2 separate regions of the Rattus norvegicus genome follow, and region 2 is linked to region 1. A link is a contact called in public Hi-C data. All regions are on one chromosome and are shown on one strand. The core of a region is the stretch at or near the end of the contact, and the rest is flanking DNA. Distances in the headings are between cores, read along the strand shown. Region 1 holds the start of C5h1orf232 (similar to human chromosome 1 open reading frame 230). Region 2 holds the start of Stmn1 (stathmin 1).

Region 1 (4,809 bases), core at 1,423-3,922:
ACCACCACAGGCCCCATGACGAGGCAGGCAGCCGCTCACCCAGGCTTGGAGGTAGGCGACTCAGGGGAGGGGGCTGCAACAGCAGAAACCCACGTTTTCCCCTTGGGGATTAGTCTCTGCCATCGCTAGATCCTACTCTCCAGTTTTACGCTGTACCTAGACTCCAGCCCAGACTCAAAGAAGCAGGCAGAGGATACACTTTCCAAAGCTGGACCTAGTAGGGAGTAGACATCTTGGCCCAGAAACCCCGGGTAAGGGAAGTTCGCATCGGAGGTGCACCCTCTCGTCCAGGTCCTTTATTTTGGGCAGAACACCCAGAAGAGGGCATGTCTGCAAACTCCAAACCCAAAATACACACTCTCAGCCTGGCCAATGAACCACACTGCCCATGGGCAGTTTCTCTGTCCTGAATCCTTTGGCCACTCAGGTGGACGTGTCCATCTCAGGGATCTCAGTGGACACTTCTGTGGGCACGCCCAGTCGCTGAGGTTGCACATATGAGCCCATGCCCGCGGCCCTCTCAGCCTCTTCCTGACTGTAGGGTTCGACACTCAGCTGCTTCAGCCTGGGAGAAAGAAGAGTAGGAGATCGGAGCTCACCAAGTGCAAGACCTTCCTGCATGCCACCCATCCACGAGCCCTCTACTGACTTCTTCATACCTTTTCTTGTGGTCTTTGGATCGGAAGTGGGTCTTCAGGTTGGCAGAATCGATGAAGTACCTCCTGCAGGGATGTAGAGTGAGGGAAAGAGTGAAGGGGTGAGGTTTCTCAGCTGTGCCTACCTCCCTGGCCCTAGCTCGTTGCCGGATATCAGATTCCGAACCCGAAAGGATGAGAGGCGGGCTGACCCACGGGTCCCAAGACAGAGAAGCTTCTAGCGGCTCTCGGCCCAGACCTTGCCGCTCCGGGTGGTATCTCAGACCCTGCTCCGCCCCTGGCTAGACTTACGCGCAGGCCAGACAGCGATGCAGGCCGCCCCCTGGCAGGTCCGGATCCGGCTCTGCGTCCCGCTCCCGCTTTGGACGCGGGAGAGCCTGCGGCCTCAGCTCGCGATGGATCTCATCCAGGTCCGGCCGCCGCTTCTTGGCCTTCATCTGGCGGGCTAAGGAATGTGCTCGGTGCGCGCCGGTCCGCCGGGAGCGACCCATGATAAGAGAGAGAGAGACACACACACACACACACACACAACACACACAAGACCAAAAAACAAGAGTAAGGAAAAGACCCACACGTGCAGGCGTTTCCGGGCCGTTCGATGACGTCCCGAAAGGCCCGCCCGGGGGCGGAGCAGGACTAGGCAGACTGCTTCTGATGACGTCACGGGCGGGCTGACTGCTTGAGCGTCCCCAGGTGGTCATCCAGATAGTGACTGGGCTCTGAAGGGGCAGGAGCGGGCCTGAGGGAGCCGGTCCCACCATTCCTCCTGCCCCAGCATCACTTCCCGGTTTCCACACCTCGGATTTCAGTGGTAGGGGATGCTTTTAACGTCTCTGGACAGCACCGATGCTTGTGCCATGAATAAATTACTTCATCAATGAGAATTAGTGTGATCATGGATGAGTCACCCAGAGAAACCTCTAGGTTCTAACAAAGAGCCTTCTTCCCCCCACCTCAACCCTTGGCGTTTCCTTTTACCTCTCTCCTCTGTCCCCCAGCTCCACGCCCCTCTACTCTCAAGCAAATTCCTGGGGCAAAGAGCGTTAAATTGTTTCACAAAGAATCTACCACCTAAGGGGTCTGTCCTTGAAGAATGTTCAGCTCTTCTTACAAAAAGAGCCTTTTGTCTGCTGTTGTTTGGTTGCTTGCTTGATTGCTCGATTGGTTGGTTGGCTGGTTGGTTGGTTGGTTGGTTTTTCAGAACTGGGGTTGGTGCCTGGGACTTCATGTAATCCAGGCAGGCAGTCTAACGCGGGAGTTTGGTGTGGGGCACTGTATCCCTAGCACAAGAGGAAATGTTCCTAGGAGAACCCCCCACCTCTGCTTTCTTTCTCTATGCCCAGGCTCCCAGGGCAGGGCTGGCGGAAAACAGGAAAATGACCAAGAAGTGGTGCCTTCACTCCTCTTGGCCTGGTGCCTCTCAGGCTGGCCAACGCCAGCTCTACTCTATGGGGGGAGAGGACCTCAGCAATAATTCAGAGTTCTGGCCCTTTGGAACGAGTTGCCAGGAAACAGGGAGTCAGGCACGTGCATCCCTGGGGAGAACAGGTTTCTAGGCCAGACCAGCAGTGAAATGGAAGCCCAGGATGCTGACTGGAGACCTGGGGTTGTCCCACTCCAGCTCATGAGGACTGGGTAGACACAGGGTAGGACCCTGACGAGGACTTAGCTAGAATGGCTACAATCACGGAATGCATAGGTATGGCTCCTGGACTCAAGACTTTGAGTGGAAAACATTTTCTACAGCTCTTCCAAGAGATGAACCATCAGCCAGTATCCAGTGCAGGCAGGAAACCAGACTCTCCAAAAAGACTGACTTCATTAACGTTTGTCAATGTGGGTCAAGACCAGCAAGACAGGGTGGGGGCTGAGATGGTACAAGCCCGTCCCAACCTCAGACTCACCGGGATCAGGTTTACCTGCTTGGCACTGTGCCAGCTGGGGAGGCTAGTACATCTTTCATGAAGTCACCGGATCTCTGGGACAGGCTCTCAGTTCTTCCAAGCTTCTGGAAGCAGAGCCACTGCTGGTCATTGAGCTCCCACCTTCCGTGCCTGGGTGCCAGTCCCCTTTCTCTGGCAGCCATGAACCAAGCCTTCTGGAAAGCTTACAAGTCCAAAGTGCTACAGACTCTGAGTGGAGAATCTGAAGAGGACCTGGCAGAAGAGGTAGGTTCTGTCCGTGTTTTCTAGGACAGACAGACAGCAGAGCGAGGGAGCATAGAGAGCATTGAATGGGCTGGGGAAGAAGATAGATTCCTTTGTGAGATCAGGAACAGTGCAGTGCAATGACAGATGTTCAAGAGAAGGAGAACAGGGAGAGCCAGGGCCACGAGAGAAGCACCACTGACCCCAAGCATCTCATGAACTGCCGTGTGGTAAAGATCATCCCTGTGCCACTTGGCAGTAGATACAAAAGTGCATTGCGCTTTATACAGCTTTCTGGTGGGCAGAGCTAATCGGAGTGGGATCCCTTGCCTGGAGAGTAATGAACTCCAGTTTATAGGAGTAGGGAGTAGCTCTGCTCTTTTTTTTTTTTTTCTTTTTTTTTTTTTTTTTTTTTTTTTTTTTTTTTCGGAGCTGGGGACCGAACCCAGGGCCTTGCGCTTGCTAAGCAAGCACTCTACCACTGAGCTAAATCCCCAAACCCTTAGGGAATAGCGCTTAATGCTCTGCAGACCACAGTAGCAGCGTCCAATCAAAGCCATACTTGCACCATACTTGGTTGTGACAGGGAGGGCCCAAAATGACTTTGAAGCAAAGACAGTTTACGTCTAGACTAGAAGCTGTGGTAAGTGGTGGGTACACAAATAGAAAGGACAGGGGCAGGAACTAGCCCAGTGAGGGGGCGGATAAGCATACGACTGGACAGGTTGGTGTCCAAGACTGGGTTTCTGTGGATGTGACTGTAGGAAAAACGCTAGCAATTAGTGTCTCTGTGGAAACTCCGGTGCCGGTGTGAACTGGACTTCGGGAGTTTTCGTGGATGTGTGTTTTGAGCATGCTTCTGTACCTGTACACTTTCGTGTAGGCATTTCCAGGTGTTACACTTGGTTGGCGGGAGAAAACTGCTGTGCATAGGTCTCTGTTTAGCCAGCTTCCTGCTGGAGAAGAGGACACAGGAATCGCTTAGCCACATGAGTACTCTCGTGTGGGCGCCTGACTGCACATCCATGCGTATACAGGGGGGAAGGTGTGGCCACAAAGAAGCATGGATGCTGGTAGTAGTGCATATCGGGTGCCCTCGTCTGAGGTTTTGAGTTCGTCTGGATGTGTTTGGGAGTGGGCAGGCATATGTGCTCAGAGATTTACCAGGCAGGCTTGTGTGTGTGAGCAGAGGCATTATGTAGAGATAAGTGTATCTGCAAGCATTCCCAGGGGCTCTCGTGGAGATGCAGGGTGCACAATAGATGTGCTTCTATGGTACACAGACTGCCTTGTGTGTGTGCACTGGTTAGCAATGGGGCTCCTCTCACGCCAGGGGTTGGGGGGTGTCTTGTGTCCCAGAGGGAGAGCCCAGCTTTGGTGGAGTCTGAGACGGCAGAACCCACGGAGGAGATGTTCAACCCCATGTCACAGCTGGCCCGCAGGGTGAGTTCAGCAGTCCTTTCATCCGAGCCTGGGAAGCCTGCCGGAGGCAGTGGTGAAGCCCTGGAGGCTTGGCTGCATCTCGGCCATATTCCTGACTCCCAGCTCTTCCCTCCCAGGTTCAGGGGGTCGGGGTGAAAGGCTGGCTGACAATGTCGTCTCTGTTTAACAAAGAAGATGAGGACAAACTGCTGCCACCAGAGCCCTGTGCTGATCAGTACGTGTGTCCTTAGGGGCGGGGCTGGAAGGGTCCTACGATCTCCCTTCTGCCACCATGGCTCCCTCTGCCCTTCTAATCCTCTAGGGCTTTATAGGGACAGCCCCAGAATGCTCTTTCCTATCAGGAGACAGCAGACCTGGGTAGGAGATAGAATCAGACCTCTTGGGACTGAGGTAAAGGGCAGTCCTTATGGGCGGCTCCTCCCTCTTCCTGAGGACAGCCAGCTCCCTTGAACCCAGGACAGCAGAGAAGACCTTGACATGGTCTAGATGGTAAAACTTCACTATCCAAAGCAGCTTGTCACCAGCATAGATCCCCTTCTTCTGATTCTCTTGGTGTCCATAGA
Region 2 (4,200 bases), core at 188-2,687, 220 kb after region 1:
CACAAGCTAAGCAAGAACCACTTAGACTGGCTGGGTGGGGGCAGAGGGAGACTGACCCCACGCAAGGGCAATTGTTGGGAAAATATGCCTCTATAAGCATATTTTACGCAACAGGGCTTTGCCAGTTGCTTGCTTTGTGTGTTTTCTGCACAATACAGTTTTCATTGTCTTGTATGCCTGTTATATTTTATCTCGGGTACTTCCCTATTCATTAACCAGATGTAGGATTGTTTTAGAATTAGGACTGTGTTTCCACAGAACCTGGTCTATGTGTGGTTTAGCTTTTGGGAGACCAAATCCATTAATAAAATAGTAAATCAAATTAATAGAGTTTTTGAGCAGGTGCTTTGGGGAAATGACCACTCACGGGGACACAGCTTTGGTCAGCAGAGAGGAGGGGGTTCTGAGAGAGACAGGTTCATGCTAATTTCCTTTGTGTCTCTGCTATAGTTTTGCTTTATCCTGGCCAGAGGGAACCGTGACCTTGTGGCTCCTTTTGTTTACATTCTCAAAGAGAGCCCAGCCCCGCTCTGGGGAGCACGTGCTTTCAGAACAAAAGCAGCAAAGTGTATCTAGAACTGCCATCGCTCTTCCCTTCCCTTTCCTGTCACCGCAACGCTTTGGCAGGCCAGATGGAGTCTGCCTTTAAGCTTAGTCGCTTTTGTTAGACCCAAGATCAGATTCCAGAGCCTCACGCTGTCCAGCATAGATCCTAGTGTTTCCAGCTCGGGAAGCTGATGGTGAGAATGCAAATGACCAAAGGAAGGACCACGCCCGTGACCTGCCAGTAGAAAATGGGTTAGCGACTGCGATGTCGCGCTACAGGTGACTCGCTGCGGTGTGTCCGTGGAAGCACGCCAAGGGTAGAGGACCGTGCAGGGGCGTGGAATGGCACTGTCTTGTCACAGGGGTTCGAGAGTCTTAGGCGACCGGGTGGGGTGTGGCATCAAAAGGGACACTGCTTAGGGAGCGAAAGAAACTCCTATGGCCGGGTAGAAGAAGAGTCCAGTCCGTCAAGGTCTAAAAGACAGAAGTAGGTTAGAACCGACCCCTACTCAGTGCCTCGCCTCGCCCTGCACTTTTCCTAGGGAGGGAGTTCCGTAACGGATTCACTCCTGTGGACGCGGCCAAATGCTCTTCAGATCAGAGGCCCAGGTCCAGTGCGAGCTCGCACCTAGCGAGACCCCCTACCAGGAGTGCCCCACCCCTAGCATTGTCTTCCTGCCCCACTAGCCCGGACTACAATTCCCGAAATGCGCCGCTCCGGAGAGGCGGGGCCCTCGGGCTTCGGGGCGGGACTGGCACGTGCGGTCACCCGCAGCCAATGCGGTGCGCCTGGTCCGGGTCACGTGCCGCTGTTTGGCGCTTTTGTGCGCGCCCAGGTCTGTTGGTTCTCAGAGTGTGGCCAGGCGGCTCGGACTGAGCAGGTGGGTGCAGGCTTGGCTTAGGCGGAGGCGACGGCAGGGTAGGGAGCAGCCGGGAACGCGGCGAGCCCCTAGCCGGGGACACGGGACGGGCGGAGACCTCGAGCCCTGGTGGGTGGGGGGCGTTCGTCTTTTGTGTGGAGCTCCGGCGGAGCCTTGGCTTTTGTCCCTGTTCCCTGGGGATGCGGCTTGGTGGGGAGGGGGCGCGGCCAGCGGTGAGCTTTAGCCTCGGGTGCGAGCGTGGAGACAATAGGAGGCGTGAGCCGTCCTCTGCATCTACCGCTCAGCGGGCGCGGCTGTTCAGGGGTCCCCATTGTCTAAAGGAGAGCGAGGCTAGGGGCGCTCGTGCTCCCGAGGGGCGGCGCCCGCCCAGTCTCCCGGGGCTTCGTGGCGGTGGTCCCGGGCAGCTCTGGGCACTCCCGTCAGTGGGTGGAGGCCATGCGACCAAGCCCTCTGCAACCACCCCAGGACTGCGTGTCCGCGAGGTGTTTTTGGCGGGAGTTGGGGGGGTAGACTGCCGCGCGCTGCCAGCCCGAGAGGGGCGGGGCCACCCCGGAGGACCGTTAGCCCCGCCCATCCTGTCGCTGCCCACGCGCGCGGGCTCCCGAGTGTGGAGAGGTTCGCGGAGATTCGAAAAGGCGCGGGGAGCCGAGGGGCGGGGCCAGGGGCCGGAGCTTAGGGCGTGTTCTGATTGGCCGGGGCTGCCAGCCTGCCCGCCCGGGCCAGGACCACGCCCATGCTGTGTAGTCTGCTGCTTGGGTGCTCCGCCACAGCTAAATGCTTTTTTCGTTGCCTCGTTTTTTTCAATGTCTAGCGTTTGGAACCTTTAAAAAATACACTTCGGGGCTGAAAGAGTGGTGATCTTTTTAAAAAATACTCGACAACTGTTGGAAAAAAATATTGCGACATAAGGCATCAAATGTGACAAACCTAAGGCGGGTGTGGTGGTGCTTGTCTAAAATCTCAACCTCAGAAGCTTCCCCCACCCCATCGCCCGTGTGTGCATCGAACATGAAACCCAGGGCTTTGCAAATGTTAAGCAACTGCTAACCTACTGGGCAAAACCCCACCCCTCTACACTGAGGAGGCTGAGGCAAGAGGATTGTAATTTCAAGACCAGCCTGGGCTAAATAGCTCTTAGACCCTGCCCTCAAAGGAAACGTAGAGGTTCATAAAACTTCATTTTCTCACTGTGAGGCTAGTAGCTTAAACCCTAAGAACAATGGGACTTGAATACCATTGGCTTCTAGCTTGGGTGTTATTCACCATGGCAAACACAGACAAAGCAGGGGTGGGTATTTCATTTGCACAATGAGTTGTAGACAGAATTAAGATGGCTCCGATCTCATTGTTGGGTTGAATCTGGAAGATCTTCTTATGTTGGGTACGGAAAAAAGGGTTAAGGGAAGGAATCCTTCAACCTTGTGATTGCACCTCTGATTTTTGAGATTCCAAGGTTTTTTTCTTTGAAGAATATCATTTAATTTGATTTTCTGCTGCCAGCGTTATTCAGTTAAAATATCCTGATAGGCTTCGGTGTTTCTAGATGATTTTTTAATGATGTTTCTTGATTTCCACCTAATGATTTTCCTGACATTGTCACGGGTGTGATTTGAGATCCCTTTGTGCTGATGACATGGGGGAAATGTGGAGAAATTGATTGCATGCTTTGAAAAATCATTCCAGGGCTTTCCTTGCCAGTGGATTGTGTAGAGTGTACAGCCAGTCTCTTGTCTTCTGTCCAACATGGCATCTTCTGGTAGGTAATTGATTTCAAAAAGCTGAAACTGGGGTGGGCTATGGCTTTAGAATAGGAAGTGGCGCAGGCCTTAAGCTTTTAATTTGGCTTTTGTGTTCTTTTCAAAATTTAATTTGCAAATAAAAAGGCAATTAAATTTTTATTACTTGGATAAGTATATGGAAAACTCATTGCCATTCATAATTTTGGCTTGGTCTAAAGCAAAATTGTGGGGTTTTACACAAGCCATTCTTTGTTTCATAGAATGATTGTCAAGTACTAATTCCTCCTCAAAATGGTATTCGTTAGCCCAAAATGTTGAGCTTTAAAAAAAAAAAAGTCGTTTGATTTCTTATCTACAAACACTTTCATTAGCTTTCATTCTGATTGTTAAATTACTGGTTTTTAGAAAATTATAGATCCCTTTATTTAAATAAGCAAGCTGGGTTTTTCCTCATTTATCATACATCTGATCAACCCCAGATATTCAGGTGAAAGAGCTGGAGAAGCGTGCTTCCGGCCAGGCTTTTGAGCTGATTCTCAGCCCTCGATCAAAAGAATCTGTCCCCGAGTTCCCCCTTTCCCCCCCAAAGAAGAAGGATCTTTCCCTGGAGGAAATTCAGAAGAAATTAGAAGCTGCAGAAGAAAGACGCAAGGTAACCCAGACGATTTACAGGAGATACAGGAAACTTATTAATGTAATGAGGCAAACTGGTTTCATTTTCATACAAAGGAAGAAGGGATTGTAGCTCACTGTGATCTGAAGTGGGAAATGTCCTTGTGCCAGAGGTTCAGAGGAAGCAGCGGCCATAGTTTAATGAGCTCCTCTCGGGCCAGCTCCTTAACTCAGGAGCTTTCTCTAAAAGGAGGCTCCGTGGGGGGCATTGTCTCAGGTAACAGACTCGAAAATTGTATTATTAAGGCATTTTCCTGTTAGTAAGTACTGGAGGCAGAATTTAAGCTAAGACCTGTCTTATATCAAAGCTCATGCTTTTCTCTTTAAAAAAATAGGACATTTGTTGGCAGGTAATTCTTTGT

The links. A called contact is a pair of places that touch in the nucleus more often than the background predicts.
Region 2: a contact with region 1 is called in a Hi-C map of kidney, with 5 times the contacts expected there. The contact joins the promoter of Stmn1 here to the promoter of C5h1orf232 in region 1. A contact is called at or near these places in 5 of 12 Hi-C or Micro-C datasets (the A7r5 cell line, the Rat2 cell line, kidney and 2 more).

The regions. Positions count from the first base shown.
Region 1 is chr5:151,747,465-151,752,273 of GRCr8, forward strand. It overlaps C5h1orf232 (similar to human chromosome 1 open reading frame 230), which reads left to right and starts at 2,673. Exons shown (of 4, transcript NM_001419606.1): 1 at 2,673-2,824; 2 at 4,163-4,246; 3 at 4,363-4,460. The coding sequence starts at 2,741. It overlaps Zfp593 (zinc finger protein 593), which reads right to left and starts at 1,260. Exons shown (of 3, transcript NM_001106689.1): 1 at 948-1,260; 2 at 660-722; 3 at 1-565. The coding sequence starts at 1,147. The coding sequence ends at 424.
Region 2 is chr5:151,963,742-151,967,941 of GRCr8, forward strand. Stmn1 (stathmin 1) reads left to right here and starts at 1,438. Exons shown (of 5, transcript NM_017166.2): 1 at 1,438-1,535; 2 at 3,111-3,183; 3 at 3,646-3,818. The coding sequence starts at 3,171. LOC134487004 (a long non-coding RNA gene) reads right to left here and starts at 847. Exons shown (of 2, transcript XR_010066672.1): 1 at 696-847.